Linked DNA regions of Mus musculus: region 2 is linked to region 1. A link is a contact called in public HiChIP or PLAC-seq data. All regions are on one chromosome and are shown on one strand. Each heading gives the region's core, a stretch centred on a gene start, on an enhancer-like site or on the middle of the called end of the contact. The rest is flanking DNA. Distances are from core to core; before and after follow the strand shown.

Evidence for each region. HiChIP or PLAC-seq counts read pairs in DNA pulled down with a chosen protein or histone mark.
Region 2: a contact with region 1 is called in an H3K27ac HiChIP or PLAC-seq map of embryonic stem cells, with 10 times the contacts expected there. The contact joins two enhancer-like sites. A contact is called at or near these places in 1 of 39 promoter capture datasets (embryonic stem cells), 1 of 15 datasets of contacts at CTCF or cohesin (embryonic stem cells), 4 of 484 Hi-C or Micro-C datasets (the AML12 cell line, brown adipocytes, embryonic stem cells and 1 more), 3 of 115 datasets of contacts at active chromatin or transcription factors (all in embryonic stem cells) and 3 of 9 other capture datasets (adipose tissue, embryonic stem cells and liver).

The regions. Positions count from the first base shown.
Region 1 is chr6:128,458,028-128,463,741 of GRCm38.p6, forward strand. All of the region lies in intron 2 of Gm10069 (predicted gene 10069), which reads left to right. Among named protein-coding and RNA genes, the nearest start is that of Gm10069, 22 kb to the left of the region's middle. Within about 2 kb of position 2,889, at least 18 of the 459 cell types and tissues checked have an H3K27ac peak or open chromatin away from gene starts, as enhancers often do. A contact at or near this core is called in embryonic stem cells, where this site is marked.
Region 2 is chr6:128,331,125-128,336,270 of GRCm38.p6, forward strand. Tulp3 (tubby-like protein 3) reads right to left here. Exons shown (of 11, transcript NM_011657.2): 3 at 3,314-3,473; 4 at 2,709-2,885. Among named protein-coding and RNA genes, the nearest start is that of Tulp3, 22 kb to the right of the region's middle. Within about 2 kb of position 3,772, at least 67 of the 459 cell types and tissues checked have an H3K27ac peak or open chromatin away from gene starts, as enhancers often do. A contact at or near this core is called in embryonic stem cells, where this site is marked.

The sequences.
Region 1 (5,714 bases), core at 1,639-4,138:
ACTGTCCACATCCCCCACCTCCCCCACCCCCATCTCCACGTGGATGTCCCCACCCCACCTGACCTTTAAACTCCTTGGGGCCTCCAATCTCTTGAGGGTTAGGTGCATCATCTCTGAATGAACACAGACCCAGAAGTCCTCTACTGTATGTGTGTTGGGGACCTCATATCAGCTGGTGTATGCTGTCTGTTTGGTGGTCCAGTGTTTGAGAGATCTTGGGGTCCAGATTAATTGAGACTGCTGGTCCTCCTACAGGATCACCCTTTTCCTCAGCTTCTTTCAGCCTTGTCTAATTCAACAGGGGTCAGCTGCTTCTGTCCTTTGGTTGGGTGCAACTATCTGCCTCTGCCTCTTTCAGCTGCTTGTTGGGTCTTTAGGAGGGCAGTCACGATAGATCCCTTTTTGTGAGTGCTCCATAGCCTCAGTAATAGTGTCAGGCCTTGGGACCTCCCCTTGAGTTGAATCCCAGTTTGGGCCTGTCGCTGGACCTTCTTTTCCTCGGTCTTCTCTCCAATTCCTTCCCTGCAGTTCTTTCAGACAGGAACAATTATAGGTCAGAGTTGTGACTGTGGGATGGCCCCCCTCTCCCTCATTTGATGCCCTGTCTTCCTGCTGCAGGTGGGCTCTATAAGTTCCCTCTCCCTACTGTTGGGCATTTCATCTAACTTCACTCCCTTTGAGTCCTGAGAGTTTCTCACCTCCCAGGTCTCTGGTACTGAAAGGAAATAAAACTTGAGACATGTGATTCATGTAATTTATGTCAAATAGCCCAAAGAGTTGTTTGTGAGCTTTAAAACCTGGGGCTGAGAACATAGCAGAACAGGCCAGGACATGCCCGGGCAGGCCCGTTGTTACATGTCCTGACTGGCCTAGTGCCTCCCTATCTCCTGCCCTTCTGACAGTCTGTTGATGTTTAAATGGACCAATCATGTGAAACCACGCCAATTCCTCCCCCAGTCCCACCCCTTTTCTATAAAAACCCCTAGCTTCCAAGTGTCGGGGTCGAAACCACTGTCTCCTGTATGAGATACGTTTCGAACCGGAGCTCTGCCATTATGGCTCCACCATGTGGTCGACACCTCTGTCTCCTGCGGGACATATGTGTCGTCCCAGAGCTCCGTCATTAAACTACCTCATGCTTTTACATCAAGATGGTCGTCTGTTCGTGATTCTTGGGTACGCCCCGAACGACAATTGAGTGGGGGTTTCCCCACTAGGTTCTTTCAGTACATTCTGGAGTGTCCCCCAACCTTCTATCTCCTGAGGTTGCCTATTTCCAGCTTCAGTCCTTTTCCCTCACCCAATACCAGATCAGGTTCTCCTCCCACCCCCTGACCCCCACACTCCTCCCATGTTTATTATTAAAGCTGGTGTTTGACTATGTTTCTCCAGGGTGGTCTTGAACTCCAGAGCACCTGGCTTGGTTTTTGAGCACCTTGAGAAATGAGGGAGATGGGAGTTTGGTTTCTATTTGCTTAGAACTGACTGTGTTATTTCACTGAAGTTGGCAGTGATTCACATGCCCCTCCCCCAGGACAAGTGTTCCCTGGCTGGCCTGGAACTCATTAGGTAGACCAGGCTGACCTACAGAGATATGCCTGCCTCTGTCCCCCAAGTTCTGGAATTAAAGGTGTATGCCACCCTGACTGGCCCAAGATTCTAGATGTGTACATTTTCAGATTAAATCATCCTGAATCATTGGTTCTGCATAGTTAAAAACGAGAGTATTTACTTATGTTGTAGGATTTACAAGATTAATTGAAATGGGCTGTGTATTGGGAGTGTATGTGGTGAATAGAGGGATGGAACTATGTGCTGGTTATGTTGTCAGCCAGCTTGGCAAAGCTGCAGTGCCCAGATAGTTGGTCTGATTTTTTTTCCTGTTTTCTGGGAAGGTGTTTTTGAATGAGTATAACACTAAATTTGGCTGATTTTAAGTAAAGCAAATGAAGGGGGCCATTGAATAGGACAAAGTCTGACAGAGAAGTAAAAGCCAGCAGTATTCATGAACTACAAATTCGATCCTCTGTGTTCTCCAGCCTGATAGCCTCACCTGAAGAAGTTAGACTATATACACATATACACGCACATGTACACATGCATGCATGCACCCAACTGCTTCTGTTATCCTGGAGAAGCCGGGCTAATGCTTGTGGTATGATAACTTGAGTGTTTATGATTTCAGAAATTCCTAGTGGGATTCCTAACACCCAAGGTAAGGGGATGAAGAGCTGCAAGCTTTAGGTGCTCTGTGAAGACACAGCACTCAGGAATGGACATCAAATCTGATTTGACTTTGGACTTGAGACCTGTGGAAACTTAATGCCAAGGACCAGTCTTGACTTGGAGAGGGGTTCTGAGAGAAGGGGTGTCAGGGAGCAGCAAAAACAAAAGGTTCAAAGTCAAATCGTGGGTCCAAGCTGGTGGTGGCCTGGCCTGTGTTCTGCTGGAGGCAGCTTTCCAACCGCTTTTTTCTCTGTTCTGCATTCTCTCTCCCTCTCCCCCTCCCCCTCCCCCTCCCCATCTGCTCTTTCTCTCTGATCTGCTCTCTCTGGAGATCTCTAGGCAGTTCTCTTACTGTGTTCTGCTTGAGACAGTTCTCCAAGCAGTTCTCTCTATATATTCTAAAAAATTCTCTGGATAGCTCATCTCCTGCAGATCAAAAGCCCAGTCTTTTATTTTTCATATGGATCCAGTCATTTACTTCAGTTTTCCTTTAGATTATCCTATGAATCAGCATCCAGTGACCCCAGTCCCTTAACTCCTGGGAAACAGCAAGCACACATTTTCTTTTAACTTTGCAAAAGAATTCAGAGATCTCCCTGCCTCTGTTAAACACAGGTAATAAACTAGCTGGGTGAGACCCCGCCCTGAAATTACCATTTCTACCACACCTGAGCCTCAGGCTGACCTTGAACTCAGGAATCTGCCTGCCTTTTTATCTGCCTGCCTCTGTATCTTTCTGACAAGGTGGCTCGTTAATACCGCTGCCTTTGTTCTTTTAGATTCATGAAGCCCCTCATAATTCACATGCATCCTTATTTTTTCGCATAGCTGAGAAATTATATATTTTAAAAATCGCGTTTTTAGAGTTCTTTCCCACAGCTTTAAGGGCTGTCCTGAAGGTCCCAGTGTTTACCGTTTTGCTGAGACATTGGCCACACTTTGGCCTCCTGGACTCACGACTCTGATTTCCATGGAGTCATTAACATTAATTAACAGGGAAGACATTCCTTAAAGGAGGAATGCAGATTGGCTTTGCCTGGGAAGAAGCCTATGCACGCGGCAACCATCAGACGCTTGTGGAGGCCCACGTCTGCCAGCCCTGTCCCAGTAGCAGGAACCATGTCATTCTGACACCAAGGCCATGCCGGGACCAGCAACTTAATATGTCATTGTTTATAAACCATCCAGTGTGTGATCATTTCTTTTGTTTTTCAAGACAGGGTTTCTTTGCGTAGCCCTACAGAGTGGACCTCACTCTGTAGACGAGGCTGGATTTGAACTCAGATCCATCCTCCTCTCCCTCTTGACTCCTGGAGCACCACCACCATTCTATAGGATCCAGAATTACTAAGGAAGTCTGTGAAGAGGTTTAGGTTGAGTTGAAGTGGAAAGACCCATCCTATGTATGGTATCATTCTGTGGGTTGTGAAGTCTTGGGATGAATAGCAAAGAGGAAGTAATGAATACTACCATTCATCCATGCTTCCTGCTGTGTTCACAGTGTGACCAGCCACCTCAAGCTCCCCACACCATGGGTTCCCCTCCATGATGGATTGTGGCCTCAAACTGTGAGATAATATAAACCCTCTCTGCCTTAAGCTGGCTTTGCCTGGGAGTCTTGCAACAGTAGAAACAAGTACTGCAGAAAATTGCTCCTGAGACATAATATTGTTCCAGTCCATGTTACAGAGTGGAAGGAGCTAGGTGAAGTTATATGTACTTACTTATTTAGATAGTTTAATACATGTACAATGAATATTAGTTTTATATCTTTAAATAATGATTTTATATTTACATGCTTATGACTCTTGGATTTTTATTTATTTACATAATCAACTCATATAGTAATTTTTTTCATTTATACAATGAGCTTCACCCTCCATCCCCCTTTCTAATTCCTTTGTGGTGGTTTGACTAGGTATGGCTCCCATAGATTCATGTATTTAAATACTTGGCCCAGGGGGAGTGGCACTAATATGAAATATGGCCTTGTTGAAGTAAGTGTGTCACTGTGGTAGGCTTTGAGGTCTCTTATGCTCACCTCACACTCTGTCTAGTGTGGAATCCAGTATTTTGGCTTATGGGAGGCCTTCCCTAGCATGGAGAGGAGAGTCTGAGAGTCTTTGCTGATAGGGCAGCCCATTGGGGAGAGTGAGCCACACATAATGGTCAGGGGAAATCTCGCAGCTAACTTGCTATCAATCAGGCCATTTTTGCTGCTCTGCCTAACAACCAACCAGCTGCTGCTTTATTGATACAAGTCTCACAGAACAAAGACGGACTAGTGATTATCTAAGTGGTACAGAATATATGTTTGATTTTTCCTTACATGTCCAGGGTTACAAGTTCAGTTACAATTAGAAAATACAATCAGAAAGGATTTTTTTTTTATTATCAGCCCTATAACTCCAATTTAAAGAATATAAAGAATGTCTCCTTCAAAGCATACACATTTAATATATGGTGGCCTGCTTTTAGGGTGGCAGTGTTTGTAGTTTGAAAGCACTCCAGACAAACAGAAACTATCTGAACTGGGTTTTTTATGAATAGCAAATACTAATACCTAACTTCTACTATATGTTTCATCATCTATGCTATAAACTAGGAAAAGTTTATTTTAGTTTATCTTATTTACTGAGTTTTACTCCTCCAGGAGTGTAACCTGTATGACCCCCCCCCCCCCTTAAATTACATTTTCAGAGAGCTCTAAGCCTATAATAAAAAGAGACCTTGAATCTGTAATCTATGCTCCTGGCCTGTCAGAGTTTGTCAATTGTCTCTGTTTGCCCTTCATCAAATATGCAGTTTGAGTTATCTCAGGGGCAGACACCCCCCAAGCAGGTTCCTGGGGTAATGGCCTCATCTAGCTATGTGTTTATCTATGCTTAAGGATCTCCAGGGCGTACAGAAGACTTCCAAATAGTGACCAGATAAAGTTAATTTTAGGATTTTCCTAAAGAGACTGAGAAATAATTTTCTCAAGAAAAGGCACACAGTGATTCACAGTGCAGAAAGTCCCCAAGGATACAACACTCAGAGACCACAACCCAAAAGTTAGAGATAGACGGACAGCGACTGCAGCAATTGCTTAGCTTTGCTGGAATCGTGTCTAGCAGCTGTGCTGATGCCATGACTCTCGCTGTTTCCGGTGTGCCACTGGCTGCCTGCAGAAGACAGTCTCCTCCTGGCTGCCTTCAGATCAAGATGCAGAATTTAGCTGCCATACTTACTGTCACAATGAGAATGGACTAAAACCTCTGAACTGTAAGCCAACCACCTTTATAAGAGTTGCTGTGGTCATGGTGTCTCTTCACTGCACTAAAACCTTAACTGAGACATCCTTCCTCTCTCATTGGAACCTCTCTGCTCAGCAAGCCCTGTTCTGATTCTGATGCCTTTTGTGTGTGACCCACTGGATTTAGAGCAGTGTAGGGGAGGTTATTGACTGGCTTAAGGGCAGCTTGCCAGTGGCTACACCACTGAAGAAA
Region 2 (5,146 bases), core at 2,522-5,021, 130 kb before region 1:
GGCCCTCGAACTTCCTCTGGGACTCTGCCATACCACCCAGTCTGGGTTAGGAGCATCCAGGGACTCTCTGGCACTCCTAGCATAAAGCGACCATTATTTTATTTTTTAAGACAGGGCCTCATGTAGTCCAGGATAGCCTTAAACTCGCTTTATAAGCTTCCATCTTCCAAGTGGTGGGATTATAAGCATGTGTCACATAGTTCTGTCAGTGCCAGGGATCAAACTCAGGGCTTCACGCATGTTGGCAAGCACTCCAGCAACTGAGGTGTGCACCCCTAGGCGACAAAACCTCTGTCAGAATAAACCCATTTCTTCCCCCCCCCCTTGGTTTCCCTGTGTAACCTGAGCCCTAACTATCTTGGACCTCACTTTGTAGACCAGGCTGGCCTTGAACTCAGAGATCCACCTGCCTCTGCCTCCTGAGTGCCAAGGTCATGCACCACACCTGGCCCCCATTTTCCTTCCTTCCTTTCCTTCTCTTCCTTCTTTTCTCTCTCTCTCTTTCTCTCTCTCTCTTTTTTTTTTGTTTTTTTTTTGTTTTTTTTTTTTTTTTTTTTTTTTTTTTTTTTAAGATTTATTTATTATATGTAAGTACACTGTAGCTGTCTTCAGACACTCCAGAAGAGGGAGTCAGACCTCGTTATGGATGGTTGTGAGCCACCATGTGGTTGCTGGGATTTGAACTCCAGACCTTTGGAAGAGCAGTCGGGTGCTCTTACCCACTGAGCCATGTCACCAGCCCCTCTCTCTCTCTTTTTTTAAAGAATTATTTATTTATTTTATGTATATTAGTACACTGTTGCTGTCTTCAGACACACCAGAAGAGGGCATCTGATCCCATTACAGGTGGTTGTGAGCCACCATGTGGTTGCTGGGACTTGAACTCAGAACCTCTGGAAGAGCAGTTAGTGCTCTTAACCACTGAGCCATCTCCCCAGCCCCCCTCTCTCTCTTTTTTTTAAGATTTATTTATTTTATATATATATATATATATGACTACACTGTAGCTGTACAGATGGTTGTGAGCCACTATGTGGTTGCTGGGATTTGAACTCAGGGCCTTCGGAGAGCAGTCAGTGCTCTTAACCGCTGAGCTATCTCACCAGCACCCCTCCCCCATTTTCTTTTTTAAACTTTTTAAAAATTACATTTTAATTTGTTTATTCGGTGGGGGTTGTTTTTCTCCTTCTACCATGTGGGTCCTGGGAGGTCCCTCTGTCCACTGAGCCATCTCCTTGGCCCTCAGAACTGTTTTTCTTTAAAATTAAAATTCATTTACTTAGTTAAGAGGTGTGTGTACGGGGGAAGAGTTTATAGGAGCCGACCTCTTCCTTTCACATCATGGAACTCCAGATACTGAGCTCTGGTGCTCAGGCTTGGTCGGCAGTAGGTGTCTTTAACCACTAAGCTGGCTCACTGATGCTCAGAGCCTAGTTTCTAAAAGGATGAACACAGGAACCTGTTTTCAGTATCCAGCTACCCTACCACGCTGCAGCAGACTCTCCCCGGTGGGAGCTGGCAATGCAAGCACCTCACATCCACTGATCCTCACAGGCCTTCACTTTCTCACTTCAAGGGTGGGGATATAGCATGGTGATGAAGGTCTATGAACTCAGCATCAGGAGGCTGAGATGGGAAGCCAGCCTGGGTTACATAACAACACCCTGTCGAAAAGGAAAAGGAAACCAGGTTTGCTGCCAGGCAGTGGTGGGACATGGCTTTAATCCCAGCACTGGGGGGAGGCAGAGGTTGGTGGATTTCTGAGTTCAAGTCCAGCATGGTCTACACAGTGAGTTCCAGGACAGCCTGGAGTACACAGAGAAACCCTGTCTCAAGGGGGGGAAAAAGGCAAAAATAGACAAAACCGGGCACTTGATGTCACTGTGAAATTGTTTTTAAGGAGAAAAAGAGATTTCAGGGGAACTCTAAAACGCATGTCCTTCTGTAACACCAGCAACTGACAAAACAGCCTCTTGTCACAGAATTAGAGTGTAGTAGACAAAGTAGTGAAGAACAACTCTGCTAAAAAAGAGGTGATGTGAGTGTCTATCCTTCAAGCCAAGCTCCGACCATCTTGGGGTGTTTAGCTGCACCCTCTTGCAAAAGGACAATCCAAAGTGGGCATGCTGACTGTTTATAACCCCTCACATAGGGCAGGGGAGGGTCCCAAGACCCTCAGCTGAGTAGCTAGTCTCTGTCTACCACCTGTTGTAATTGCAAGCCTTGGGGACGCTGGAGGGCAAGGCTCCATCTGTGACACCAAGGGAAGTCCTCACATCTGCTGGGTGAGGCTTTTCAGCTGAGGTCTGTTGGGCGAAGAGCTCCCATTCCTGAGTAGCCCCTCCCCCCATGCTCTGTAAATAAACATTATTTCCACAGAGTGACCTTTGGTGGAGCTGGCCCTCAGTTTGTCACTGGCACCTTAGAAGGTGTTCATCTTGTTTATGCCTCCTCCAGAAAACCATCTGAGTAACAGGCGGGAGTAGGCAGTGGATAATTTTCAGAAGGAAAAATCATATACAATAACCACTAGGCTGTAGTCCACTACCTGCTTTCTCAGACAACAGCATAAACAACAACTGTTGCTAAGCATTCCCCCTTCAATGTCGAAGATGTTGAAACCCCAAACAAGCCTGGGCCACTTAGAATACAAGCCAGTGAGAGAAAGGAGGATGGATACCCCGTCTTAAGCTCTGCACCATCCTCACCGTGTTTTTGGAGAATCTCCTGAAGGTCTGGCTTGGGGGCTGTCTCCTCGGGGCTTTCCCCATCTGCACTCCCTTCCGTGCCTTCTTCTGGGGCAGGGGAGCCCACAGAGAGAACCTGAGGCTTGCTTTCCAAATCCTGAGCCTCTGGCTTAAGGAAAGCAGCTGGACCGTCGATGCCTAGGAGTCCAGAGGAGGAGAAAGGGTGAGAGTTAACCAGAACTGAGCTGGCCGGTTGCGGGGATGTGCTCCTATGGCTACCCAGGCCTGGGACCGATTCTATTAACGAACTTGGCTAACTCAAGCTTTGTTCAGAACCTAGGACTGAGACCAGGAGGTTGGGGGAGTGGCTCAGTGCCAGACAATGTTCATTCATTTGGAGAATTTTGAGGTTTAGTCATTCATTTCAGAAAGTACAATTCATTTTGCATCAGAATCAGTAGTTCTAGGGTGGACTTAAATTTGGAGGCATCTTCCACGTTTTTTTTTTTTTTTTCTCACAAAGACCCAGAAAGCGCCTCAGCATCCCCCCCCCCCCCGCCCCCGGCCTTATCTCGGGTCTGTGAAAACTGTACTTAAGTCAGAGGTGGCACTGTCTAAATACACACCGTGTAGGATGACGTCGCTGCGAGGCATCTGAGGGTCCACCAGAGGCGTGTGCTCCTCACTGCCTCGTGGCTTTAACCTTCGCAGCCTGGCTTCTGGGTTTGGCTGTACCATGAGTGGCTCAAGGCGCTTCTTTCTCTGCTTCTTCTCCAGCAGTGCCCTCTAGAGAGATAATGCGGCATTACAACACAGGGCCTACCCTCTTGGAATAGCTTAGACTATTTTTTTTCTGAGACGGAACGTTCCTATGGATTCCAGACTGACTTACAACTAGTAATCCTGCCCAGACCCCCCAAATCCTGGGATTATAGGGATGCACCCCCTCCCCCTAAGGCCAACCTCAGTTTTGCATTCTTGTTCGGTTACAAAAATTCAAAATCAAATGACCTTGACTGAAGTGGGAAGAAAGAAAAGGCACCTGGGACATTCTGAGCAGAGAACAAAGAGTCTGTGGGTAAAAGCAAGATGAAGAGGCAGGGGGTGGGGCAGGGCATTTGCTTTGTGTTCTAGTTACTGCTGCAGTGCTAAACAACAGAACCAAAAGTAACTTAGAGAAGAGAGGCTTAGCTTCCACTTCCACTCAAGTCTGGACAGGAAACTGGGGGCAAGAGCTAGAGTAGAGGCCTTGGAGGAAGGCTGCTTGCTTACTGGCTTGCTCCTTGTGGCTGGCTCAGTTTTCTCTTATTTACCTCAGGCTAACCATCCCAGGCATAGCACCACCCATAGTGGGCTGCATCTTTTCATATTAATCATCAATCAAGAAAAATCCCACCCCCAGGCTTGCCTACGGTCCAATCTGACGGGAGCAGTTTCTCAATGAGGTTCCCTCTCAAGTTGAGTCCAGCTTGTGTCAACAACTAACCTACACACCCTTTGTGTTCAAAGCCGTGGTTACCAATGAGTTTGGGGGTCGCTCATTTAGTCTCAGCTACTTTGGAGGCTGAAGCAGGAGGATATCTGCCTCTGCCTCCTAAGTGCTGGGATTAAAGGCTTGCGCCACCCGAGCCCAGCACAGGAAGATATCTTGATCCCAGGAGTTCATGTCCAGACTGGGTAACAAGGTAAAGTTAAGTCCCTCCAAACCAAACCAAACCAAACCAAAGCAAACCAAACCAAAGCAAACCAAACCAAACCAAACCAGTAGCAAGATAAAGAAAGCAAGAAAGTCAGGCAGAAAAGCATGAAGGGTCAGGAGAAGGTTCCAGTACAATGGAAAGGAAAGGGCTGGCACATGTACTATTTTTTTTTAAGTTATATTTACTCTGCGCATAAATGTTTTGCCTGAAAGGATGTATGCACGTGCTACAGTGCATGCCTGGTGCCCACAGAGTTCAGAGGAGGGAGTCAGATCTGGAACTGGAATTCCAGACGTCAGGGCTGTACAGTGAGACCCTGGTTAGTTTAAGTTAGAAACACTTTAGGACTGTTAAGTCATTAGGGAGATGGGAACTGGGCTGCATTTCACACCCACTGAGATGCTAGGAGCCAACACTAAGAGCTTGAAGATTAGACGCCTCCTCCTACACTTGGAAACATGAGATCAAATGCAGTAGCTCGAGTGGCTATAATCTTCGGGTGTCCATCTGGGGAGACGGGAGACAGGGACGGGGGAGTCTGCAGAAGCTCCAGCCAGCTAACCTCAATGGCTAGGTGGCTCATGCCACCCACGGCTCTGTCTCAAGCTGGCTGGACAGCTGAGGACTGAGACCCACAGGTTGCCCTATGATTTTCTCACACAGGAACAAACACACATCCACATAAGCCTGGTATGAGATGTGACCGTGCCCCATAAATATGTACAATTATTATGTGTCAATCAAAGATGAATGTGCCTC